Linked DNA regions of Mus musculus: regions 1, 2 and 3 are each linked to region 4. Evidence: chromatin contacts called from public HiChIP or PLAC-seq and Micro-C data. All regions are on one chromosome and are shown on one strand. Each heading gives the region's core, a stretch centred on a gene start, on an enhancer-like site or on the middle of the called end of the contact. The rest is flanking DNA. Distances are from core to core; before and after follow the strand shown.

Region 1 (2,700 bases), core at 31-2,530, 520 kb after region 4:
CTTGGCTACATAATGAGAGTTCATCTCAAAACCCAAACCAAACAAAGAAACAGAGAAAGAGAGAGGGATGAAGAGGGGAGAGAGGAGAGGTGGAGTGGGCGTTACAGGGGAGGAGCTACCATGTGATGGACGTCCTGGCATGAGTCTCAGCTGAACCGTGGAAGGCTCTTGGGCTGGCAGTAACCGAGTTGCCTTGAGTTTGGTGTTCCCAGACTTAGCAAATAAAAGCAGTCAGACCTGAACTTTTTTTTGTTTGTTTGTTTTGTTTTTGGAGACAAGGTTTCTCTGTGTAGCCCTGGCTGTCCTGGAACTCACTCTGTAGACCAGGCTGGCCTCAAACTCAGAAATCTGCCTGCCTCTGCCTCCCAAGTGATAGGATTAAAGGCGTGCACCACCATACCCGACAGACTTGAACTTTATATATAAACAGTGATGTATATATTTTTTAGCAAGTGCCCCTTGCTTTACAGCAACTTATATATTAACGTTTATCTGAAACGCAAATGAACTAAGCACCACGGGAGAAGTCTTGCAACAGCATGTGGGGGCCATGTTGGCCAGTGTCCGAATTCAGACTTCTGCAGTAGCTGGGCTTGACCTTGGAGGAACACATTCCTTTCCACAGAGGTAATTCTCATGCGGTCTGACAGCCTGCCAGCAGCCCACTCAGCCACTGAAGAAACAACTCCCTTGGGTCTTGATGGGGAACAAGGAGCATCTGTCGGGGTATCTGCTATAGAAGCTGACTCCTGATAACGTGCTTGCTGCTGTGTGCTTGAAGACTGGTTGCACAGCGCAGAATCGATGAGTGGGTCATAGCATCGGCGCCAAACCCACCATGAGAGCCGAGAAGCACGGGAAACATGCCATGATTACTGTGCAGTGGCAATCTGGTTGAGCTGCTGCTGTGGATACCGAGACCAGTTCACTGGCCAGTACACTCTCAACATACAATCACCATATTGAGTTACCTTGATTTGTTTGTTTGTTTGTTTGTTTGTTTTTCAGAGCTGAGGCCCAATCCCAGGGCCTCGCGATTGCTAAGCAAGCACTCTGAGCTAAATCCCCAACCCCAAGCACCCCCATATAGAGTACCGTACCTCCACTGTTACCAAGTCCTGGCATGGTCACTGTTTGGGTCACTGTGCACCTACCTTCTAGCTCTGCGGTGGCAAGAGATGTCTTGCTTCTTGCCTAGTTTCTCACACATTATTTTCCCCTGAAAGAATTAAAAGTCTACCTCAGGGCCTGGCCCTGACATCAGGAGCTGGTGATGCCTCTGAGAATATGTCTGAGTCATATTCCAGAATATGACCAACTCCAAGAATATGTCTGAGTCATATTCCATCTTTGACCAACTCCAAGATATGTAATGAAGAAGCTGAGCTGATGCTGTGGCTCAGTTGGTAGACTGATTGCCAAGCCTGAGTAAAACCCTGGGTTTGATTCTCCAGCACCACATTTAAAAAGCAGCCATGATGGCACATGTCTAAAATTCTAACAGGAGACAGGAGGGGATTCAAGGTCTTCCTCTGCATAAAACCATGAAAAGGTCTAGGCTATCCTGGGCTACATAAGATTTGTGTCAAAAAAGAAAAGAGAGAGAGAGAGAGAGAGAGAGAGAGAGAGAGAGAGAGAGAGGAAAGGAAAGAAAAGGAAAGGAAAGGAAAGGAAAGAAAGAGGAAAGGGAAGGGAAGGGAAGGGAAGGGAAGGGAAGGGAAGGGAAGGGAAGGGAAGGGAAGGGAAGGGGAAGGGAAGGGAAGGGAGAAGGAAACGTGCACAGAAGTCCCTAGTGAGGTCCGTGCAGCTATAACCCAGCACTTGGAAGGTGGAGGCCAGAAGAAGATCAAGGTCTTTATAGCTGACTTTGAAGCCAGCTTGGGCCACATAAGATCCTGTCTTGGAAAAGCAAAATGTTACTGTATCCTTTTAATGATTGATACTATTGCTTCTTTGGGTTTTGATTTTGTTTTGAAATAAAATCTCCTATGGTGCCCAGGCTGGATGTAGTTAGTTTTTCTGCCTCAGCTTCCCTAAGGACTGGGATTACAGCTCCACATCTGTAGCCAGAGATTTTCCTAGTCTGGGATCATAAATATCTGTTACATTTGTCTCCTAAAGGCATTTTGATTTTTAATCTTAGATTTACGATTTCTCCTCACTTCTGGGGGTCAAACTCAGGACCTGCACATGCTAGACAAACAACCCCCTTAGAGCAGGACTAGATTATTTCCACTTGCTGGGTTTTGAGACACAGCCTTTCTATGAGTCCAGGCTGCCCTTGAACTTGCCACCCCCCACCCCTGTGTCAGACACTTTAGAGCTAGGATTACAGGTCTGAGTCATGACACCCAGCGTGGATTAGAGTCTCCTGATGAGGCCGTCTCCTCCCTGAATTAATAAACAGAGATGCTTGGTCGACTGCCTTAAAATAGACTATATCTCAGGCATTACTAAAGAACAGTTCTTTAATTGGATCCCAGTCGGCCTGTGGGTTGTAAAACTAATCTCAACATGTTATTTATTAATTCTTTAGCAGTGAGACCTGGCATTGAAGCCTGCATGCTGCTGTTTTGCGAAGCTTTTCTTGTTCCCTTTATCTGAGAGCATATACTGGGCTGAAATACAAAGCCATATTTTTTTATTTTTTTTTTTTTACTGTAGAAGATCCATCCTCAGGGCTGGTGAGATGATTCAGCG
Region 2 (2,700 bases), core at 12-2,511, 850 kb before region 4:
GTAAGGTGCACACGGATACCGTGTTCAAACTGTGTTAAAAATATATTGTTTCTAAAAAGTACCTGTATGGGTGCTTATGTTATTATCTAAAATAAAATAGAATCGTTAAAGTCAGTTGCTAAGAGTGGAAATAAAGAACAACCAAACCTAGTGCCGTAATTTAATTCCCCCAAATCATGTGACCTGCAAAGGTTTAATACAGAAGTTGTGTCAAATCTGACAGCTCCAGTGCTCCAGTGTTGACTTGACATAAATGTGGCAAAGCTTTCCATACCCTCCTGTATTTCCACCACGCTCATGTATGGGCTAGATCCCTGTCAGAACTCCCACAAATACTTAATTCTCGTAGCAGCGATTATAAATGACACCTGGCTACTTCGCACTGTTCCGGACCAGAAGAGAACCCACACAAACAAGTCACTTTCATCCTGCGTTGTTCCCCTGGCAACCATATTAAACTGCAAGGATAAAGAGCCTTTGTAGTAGCTGCTTCTATTGAATTACAATGTAAATGTTGATGCTTGCCTAGAAATGTCAACGGGCGACAGGCTTATGGAACAGATGCAGTAGTTGTTCCGCAGCGCAGGAATCCCAGGCTGCGGAGAGATGCAAGAGGTGCGCCCGGGCCACCTTAAGAGTCTATTCAACCGAATCTCCTTTCTCCATTAAAGCCACGCCGCACTTCATAGATCCAGTTCAGGAAAGGTCGCTCGACTAGTTGAAAACTGAAAACGACCTGCTATCTTCTATGCATCAGAGCAGGAGAAGAGTTTGTTGTGGATAAGAATGCTAACAATGCAATTACGCAAGAGACCCGGCAATCCGTTCCTTTCCCACTCAGCATAGCGTAACTCTAGTTCCCTGACTCTTCTGCCCGCCACACAGTTTTCGTCCCGCGAGTGTCAAGTGGCAGGTGGTGAACTGGCCATTTGGTTCCGGGTGGCTTGTTGATTTCTGGGTTCAGCATTCTGTCGTCCTTCGGTTTGACCCACGGTACCTAGTGTCTGTAGTGGCGCTCCCCGCTCCGTCTCTCCCATCACCTCTACCCTGCCCCTAGTCAGGGAAGAAAGCCAAAAGTGGGTAGAAGTCAGCTCGCAGAGTCTCCAGCGTGCCACCGCTCCACTCAGGTAAACTTCGCAGTGAGTGACCTGCACTTGGAGAAGGGCCTTACCTGAGCGCGCCTCTGCCAATGGCAGCTCACCTGAGGGAGCACCGCAGCCAATCACCGCGCAGCTCGGCCCTCGGGCTTGTACCCTTTAGTGAAAGAATTCAGCGCCTTGCGAGAAAGTTACCTGTGGCCGCCCAAGTCCGCCACTTTGCGCTCTGTGTCTGCCCATTGCAGCGATCCGGGAGGACTCCGCGCCGCCGGGCCGCCTCCGAGCGCGGGCCCCATGTGAGGGCTCCCTCCCCCCATCCCACCTTTCCGGCTAGGTGAGGGCGCGAGCGAGCGGGCGAGCGAGAGTGGTGAGGGGGGACGAAAGCAGAATTACCTGTAGCTCTTGTTCTGCCATCTCGGGCGCTCTCACACACCTTCACCTGCACAGACTTGAAAGTCCAGTTTCACCAGAGGCTGAGGCTCCAGGAAAAGGGGAGCGAGTTCATTGGATCAAACATGTCACAAGAGTCGGACAAGTAAGTGGGTCGCACGCGCCGGCGGCGGCTGCCGCTGCCCCTTTGGGCTGATGGCAACTGGTTTGTTGTGTTTTTGTTTTTTTTGTTTTTGTTTTTGTTTTTTAAGTCGCTATTGTTGGATTTTGATTTTGTATTTTTTTCCTCTCTTTTTACTTTTTTCTTTTTGGTGTATCCAGACCCTCTCGGATTATTTCTACCCCGATTCAGGGGAGAGACCCTACTCGAACGTGAATGTTTAAAACCCGTTTTGGGGCCTTGCAAGTAAACGTGGGTTTTCTTTGCTTCCTCCCCGACGAATGAGCTCAGCTCCCACTGCCCCGACCAACGGACCCTTGGGCACTGATTGAGGTTTTGGCAGATGGTGGCGGGAGGCCTGTAGTTAACCCCCTTGCCTGGAGGTGCTCCCCAGCCTCAGACTTCCTGGGCCGGTTGGAAGTTCAGTCGACTTCCTTCGATTAGGCCAAAGGGCCTGCTGGAAAAGCGGTCTGGGCCTCTTTTGTGTGCGCTCAACAAAGGCCTTTTATGCGATTGCAGACACGGCCATCTTCCCCACTGCGGCGACCCGGGGTGCATGTGCGCCCCAGCGCGGGTCTCCGACGGGACGGAGGAGCGGGCAGGCCGCGATGGCGGGTCCGTGGGTGTGCCCGCGCCTCGCTCCTTCCCGCAGCCCACGCAGTGGCCAGTCACCTCGCGCAGGTGCGGGACAGGACCTCTCGGGAATGGGGGACTGATTTTGAGGCCGAGTACGAAGGGGTGCCCACACTTGGGCCGGTCTCCCTGCGCCCCGACGTCTCTGGCTCATACGCGTCCGGTGACCGCGCGGCCCACTGTTCGGAGGCCGCCACCTCGGGCGTGGGGCTCGATCGGCCTTCGCCGAGGCTGTCGAGGGCAAGGGGGTGGGGGAGCATGGTGGAGCACCGGGACTCCGGGCTCTCTGCGTCCTCGACCGGAGCTCAGGCCTGCCGGGAGCCGCGTGAGCCGCGGGGCGCGGGGCCTGGTCCGTCGCGGTCCCCGCCTTGGGGACGGCTTTGTGCGAGCCGGGGGAGGTGGGGCCGAGGGCGGGAGCGG
Region 3 (2,700 bases), core at 193-2,692, 980 kb before region 4:
AGTCTCCAATGAGATCACTGTTGCTGTGTAACAAGCAACCCCAAGATAGAGGGCTTCATATTGCATCTCCTTTCCTATCACTCATTGCTCTGTGGATCAGGAGTTCTGGGAGAACGTGCCTTGGCGGTTTCCTCGTCCTTGATACGGTATTGTCCATCTGACCATTGGTCTGGTGTAGAGCAATGGCCTTGCTCGTATATCTAGTAGGGACAATTACGACGCTGTGGTGATTTGACTAAGAAATGTCCATCATAGGCTCACATATTTAAATAGTTGGCCCCCAGTTGGTGGCATTGTTTGAGGGGAATTATGGAGCCTAGGAAAAAGCTTGTTATAGCTTAGCCATTTCCAGTACTACAGTTCATTCTTTGCTTTGTGTTTACAGTAGAAGATGTCACCTGTCAGCTCCCTGCTAAGGCTGCCTGCTGCCAGGACTCTCTCACCATTATGGATTCTCCCCTCTGGAACCGTAAGTCAACAGAAACTCTTCCTTCCTGAGTTACTTTTAGTCACAGAGTTTTATCACAACAGAAGGCAACTGATAAGCATGTGACTTGGGTCCTTTGCATTTCTTAGTAACCAAGGTAACCCTGTGTGGAAGCAGGGGAAGCTCTGAGTGAGTGTGTGTTGTTGACATGATAGGCTATGTCAAAAACCCCACAGCCTCAGATGCACGGGGAGCAGCACCCCGCCCCGCCCCGCCCCCGCCCCGCCCCCGCCCCGGTGAAATGGAGGAATGGTAAAGTCTTTTTCTCTCAGTGAGATGTGTGCAGTATGTGCAGAAATGAGCAACTGCAGCTTCATCATGCTGGATAACTGCAGCCTGAGACTGCTCCTCTCCAGAGAGATCTACGTAGACTAGTGAGCCACTCCCACTATGCTGCACTTAAAAAAAAAAAAAAAAAGCCTAGGTTCTGGGTTGCTGTGCAGTAATGGTGCTGCTCCAGCAGAGGGAGCACGACCTACCTGATTGTCTGTCCCTTCTTTCCTTTACTACCCAGTCAGGGCAATCCCTTGTAAGACAAGACATTTCCCTTCCAGCACGGCAGCTGGACTTCTTACATGAAGAGCCAAGTACCCAGCAGCAGTGATCTTCAACTGTCAAAGTGAGTCAATGCTCGGATCTGGTCCAAGTAGACACAGAGCCGATATAATAGAAGCAGAATAGATAGCATCAGCCCGCGACCAGTCTCCTGTGATGACGATAACCATTCAGCTAGTTATGAATGGACACTGACAGTTTTAAGAAATTTCCATATGCACAAGAGAAAAGAGCTACATATTTTCTGCTACAAAACCAAAAGGTTCCCAGATGCCTCCCCTCAAATGAGTGGCCATCGATAGGTTTCCCGGAGCACAGTGGCTGTTATCAGTTATTCATCCACAGAGACCTTCAGAGAGGACACAGCTGTGAGGTGGTTGTGAGTCTGGATATCTGATAGCTTTCCCCTCTCCTGTGCTAAGCTCAAAATTGGCCACAAAGTTGTCTTACCTCCTAATCCCAACTGTGGAGTTGAGTCAAATTGACTTTACAGATAGGGTAGTTACGGATGCTGAAATACAGAGCTTATCTCAAGTTGCCTGGCCATATGCAATGTGACCATAAGGACCGTTATAACTGGGACGCAGGAGACCAGGGTGGTTAGTGGGAGAAGGAATGGTCAGAAGCAGTGGGCAGCCTCTGGAAGTTAGCACAGACAGGGAACAGATTGTCCAGTAGAGCGGCTCTTTGACATTGGCCTCTGAGCCATGGAGAGCAGCCCCAGAAGGCTGGCCATCTGTTAGTGACCTTGGAAGCTGGGTGGTACTACACACTGACTTTCTCTTGAGTGCTCTTTCTCTGTCTTGTATGTTTTAAAGTTTCTGTGACTGAGTAGAGTGAAAGAGAGCTGTGGCTTTGGGGACCAGGACAAATGAGGGGAGGTGGCACTATAAAGTGTTCCCCTAGGGGCTAGAGAGATGACTCAGTGGTTAGAACACTACTGCTCCCACAGAGGACCCATGTCTGGACCCCAAACCAGCACCAGTCAGCTCCCAACCACCTGCAGCTCCAGGGCCAGCAGATCCACTGCCCTCTCCTGGTCTCCAGGGGATCCTGCATCACCTTACAGACACATGCATACATGCAATAAGAATAAATCTTAAACAGAAAGGGGTATGTATGCATTGGGGTTACCTAGCTGGAGACTTTCAGGCCTCTGTGCTACACGTCACTTCTCCCCAAATACTTGCCCACCTGCCCCTTAAAAGCCTGCTTGTTAGCTGGGTGGTGGTAGCACACGCCTTTAATCCCAGCACTCTGTAGGCAGAGGCAAACAAATGTCTGAGTTCAAGGCCAGCCTGGTCTACAGAGTAAGTTTCAGGATAGTCAGGGCTATACAGAGAAACTCTGTTTCTAAAAACAAAACAAACAAATAAACAAACAAAAAGCCTGCTTATTTTCAATTGAGTATCTGAGGACAGCAAGCAGTCCAGACTGCTTTCTGTTGTTTGGCTAAGCCATTGGAAAATTCTTGTACATGTGTAGACTTAACTGTCTGCTTTACCCCCCACCCCCACCCCCACCCCAGGCCTTAGAATCAGGCCTGGGCCAGAGCAAGTCCTGAGCTGTTGCTGACAAATGGCTACATAGCTACACAGTTTGTACATTTTACATTCACAGGCTTGTGGTGAATGAATAATGTTTGTAAGATTTCAGAG
Region 4 (2,700 bases), core at 109-2,608:
AGTGGTAAGACACAGTGGCAGAGCGAAGGGGAAAAAAATCCAAATCAAAACAGCCTTAAGAGATTTTTCAAATATTTTAAATCAAAATTCCTCCTCTGCCCGTAACAAACCCAACCCAGAAATTCACAGCGCGTTAAGCAGCACTGCGAACTGCAAACCGAAGAATTTTCCTTTGACACTCCACTCACGGTTTTCAGCTGTCAAATTACAACTCCAGAAAACACTATCATTAGAATAAAAAAGGAAACAAAAAGGCTCTCACCGCAGGGGCCCAGGAGCAGTTTGGCAGTACCAAGGCGAAGGAAGGAGAGCAAAGGGAATCCAATCCACTTCCCCAACCCCCGCCTGACTTCATTCCCCTCCCGGGGCAGTCAACCTCACTGCAGGGGCTCAAATCTAATAATAATAACAATAATCATGGCGCTCCCTCCCTCCTCCCCCTCCCAACCCGCGGTCTGCCGGGAATCTCTCCCCCACCCCCACCCCGCCTCCCCGGGGAAACCCAGCCCCCGGGACACGACTCGCGGGAGCCCCCGAACCCGCCGCTCCTCTTCCCTCTCTTTTCCACCTCCACCATCCCCCATCCGCATTGTCTGTCTCAATTCAACTTTGACTAATATGGATTCCTCGGGCCTGGGCCGGGAGCCCCCGGCTCCGCCGAGTTCAACGAGGCTCCTCGCGGGAGGGGGAGGGGGCAGCGCGCCGGGCCGTCTACACCGCAGCCGCGTCCACACCGCGCCGGCCCCCGCCCCGCGGCCCGAGGCTCCCAAGTTTGGCCCACACCGGGCCTACAGGGGGCGGTAGGGCCCCCGGCGCGGCCGTGGGGGAGGGGAAAAAGGAGGGAGGTGCCCCTCCCCCGCCCCATTACCTGTCATTGAGCTGGTCCTCGGTGCCCGGCAGCGGGTGGACCACGAAATGGATGGACGTCATGGTACCGCCTGCGCGCCCCGCTCCCGGGAACGAGCCGCTCCCGCTGTCGTCCGGCCCCCCGATCCCCTTCCCGTCCCCGGATCCCACGGCCGCCGCCACCGCCTCCTCCTCCCGGTCCCCAAACGGAGGGCCGCGAGCGCGCAGGGACCGCCGCCTCCCCGCCGAGCGTGTGTCCGCGGCCCGGCGGCCCGGCGCGGCGGGCGGGAGGGCGGATCAACGCGCCGCCCGCTCGGCCGGCCACGGCGCGCACGGACGAGGGCAGCCCGGAGCGCGGCGAGCGGCGGGTGGAGAGGTGCCGGGGCGGACGCGGCGGACGCGGGGAGCGGGGAGGGACAGCAGCCCGCAGCGCGCGTCACTGGCGACGAACCGCCGCCGCCAGCGCCGCCGCCGCCATCTTCACTTCTGCCCCAGTTTCTCCGTCTCGCAGCCTGGGCGCCGATCGGCGGGGGAGGGGCGGAGGGCGGGGCCGCGGGGGCGGGGCTCTGCGCGCGGGGCGGGGCTCCGGGAAACGGGCGGCCGGGCCCCAGCGATTGGGCCGCTTAACGTTGTCGGGCCACGGTGCTGTAAGGTGCTCGCCTATTGGCGCGCTGGGCCGCGAGCCCGGCCCCCCGGGGCGGGGCGGCGTGTTCCAGAGAGCACGTGCTCGGGAAGCCGGGCGAAAGGGCACGCGCGCCGGGTTTCTTTTCCTCCCGGATCCCTAATGGTTGTGCATATGCGAATGGCTTGTTGTTGTTTCTCGTCCTCCAGCCGCATTTATACTTAAGAGAAATGTACCCCGAGGAACCAGAGATGCTCCGCTTCCTACGGCAGGCAGTTACGTAAGAGCCTTATCAAAACCTGATAGTAGGATCTTGGAAGTGACTGTGTAGCAGCTTTCATCAGCACTACCATCGTGCAACGTGGAAATTTCCACTTTTTAGTTATTCGTGTGGTTTTTATATGGGGGTGGTTGTGTGTGTGTATACTTTAATGAAAGATGATATGCATCTGTTGTAGGGAGATTTCTTGTGACCTGGGGTATCAGAACTACAACTTATGAAATTCTTCCTCCTCCGCGTACCCTCACTCCCGAACCGGTACAGTTTCCCTCTTAAAGTTTTCTGTGATCCTTTCGAAATATCGAATTCCGCTGAAAGCATGAAGCCTCTTCTCCAGTCTGTAACAGTCGTTCGTTAAATCGGGTATACAACATTAATGATTGCACAGCAGAGCAGTTTTCTTCTCTTCTTTAGTTTAGGAAGTTCTTTTGAGAATACATGAAAAATTAGATATCAAGATTTACTGGGTACACCATGAGACAGATAAGGAATAATTTTTAGTTGGCCATCAGCTCCAGTTTTCACCTAGATAAACTACAAAGTGTTCAAGGCTGGTCAATGATGCACACCTTTGTCCCAGCACTCAGAAGACAGAGGCAGACAGACATCTTAAGTTGTGGGCCAGCCTGATCTAAGAGTTCCAGGCCAGTTAGAACTACACAGTAAGACCTTGTGTCAGTCAATTAATAGTGAGTTAAGCCACTGAAAGCGCTGCATCCCATGACTACCAACCATCCTGTAATTGCTACTTTGATTTTTTTTTCCCCTCAAGTCCGTGTGATGGACACTGCTGGTTCTAGAGTCAGACAAAGTAGAATTTCAGTCCTGATTCTGCTACTTAACCAAGTGGCCTTAATTATTTACCCAGTTACAGCATTTTGTTATACACTGGGTCTAAATACTGTATGTCAAGCAAAAAGATGTGTCAGGCACACAGCAGTTCATACACATA

The links. A called contact is a pair of places that touch in the nucleus more often than the background predicts. HiChIP or PLAC-seq counts read pairs in DNA pulled down with a chosen protein or histone mark.
Region 1: an H3K4me3 HiChIP or PLAC-seq map of bone marrow-derived macrophages shows a contact between it and region 4, with 4 times the contacts expected there. The contact joins the promoter of 2310043O21Rik here to the promoter of Ubr5 in region 4. A contact is called at or near these places in 5 of 39 promoter capture datasets (the 3T3-L1 cell line, hippocampal neurons, liver and 1 more), 1 of 484 Hi-C or Micro-C datasets (adipose-derived mesenchymal stem cells), 3 of 115 datasets of contacts at active chromatin or transcription factors (bone marrow-derived macrophages, embryonic stem cells and thymic regulatory T cells) and 2 of 9 other capture datasets (adipose tissue and liver).
Region 2: a contact with region 4 is called in a Micro-C map of embryonic stem cells, with 2.5 times the contacts expected there. The contact joins the promoter of Grhl2 here to the promoter of Ubr5 in region 4. A contact is called at or near these places in 3 of 39 promoter capture datasets (hippocampal neurons, pre-B cells and stem cell-derived epiblast-like cells), 2 of 484 Hi-C or Micro-C datasets (both in embryonic stem cells) and 1 of 115 datasets of contacts at active chromatin or transcription factors (embryonic stem cells).
Region 3: an H3K27ac HiChIP or PLAC-seq map of epiblast stem cells shows a contact between it and region 4, with 5 times the contacts expected there. The contact joins the enhancer-like site here to the promoter of Ubr5 in region 4. A contact is called at or near these places in 2 of 39 promoter capture datasets (hippocampal neurons and pre-B cells) and 5 of 115 datasets of contacts at active chromatin or transcription factors (astrocytes, bone marrow-derived macrophages, epiblast stem cells and 2 more).

The regions. Positions count from the first base shown.
Region 1 is chr15:38,593,654-38,596,353 of GRCm38.p6, forward strand. It overlaps 2310043O21Rik (RIKEN cDNA 2310043O21 gene), which reads right to left and starts at 1,281. Exons shown (of 3, transcript NR_045757.1): 1 at 1,155-1,281. The region is part of intron 2 of Gm41309 (a long non-coding RNA gene); the gene reads right to left.
Region 2 is chr15:37,231,775-37,234,474 of GRCm38.p6, forward strand. It overlaps Grhl2 (grainyhead like transcription factor 2), which reads left to right and starts at 1,262. Exons shown (of 16, transcript NM_026496.4): 1 at 1,262-1,632. The coding sequence starts at 1,613. It overlaps Gm16136 (predicted gene 16136), which reads right to left and starts at 1,385. Exons shown (of 2, transcript NR_155442.1): 1 at 1,202-1,385; 2 at 147-1,053.
Region 3 is chr15:37,099,544-37,102,243 of GRCm38.p6, forward strand. No RefSeq gene overlaps it. Among named protein-coding and RNA genes, the nearest start is that of Gm41301, 35 kb to the right of the region's middle. Within about 2 kb of position 1,443, at least 88 of the 459 cell types and tissues checked have an H3K27ac peak or open chromatin away from gene starts, as enhancers often do. A contact at or near this core is called in epiblast stem cells, forebrain and hippocampal neurons, where this site is marked.
Region 4 is chr15:38,077,496-38,080,195 of GRCm38.p6, forward strand. Ubr5 (ubiquitin protein ligase E3 component n-recognin 5) reads right to left here and starts at 1,359. Exons shown (of 59, transcript NM_001112721.2): 1 at 869-1,359. The coding sequence starts at 930.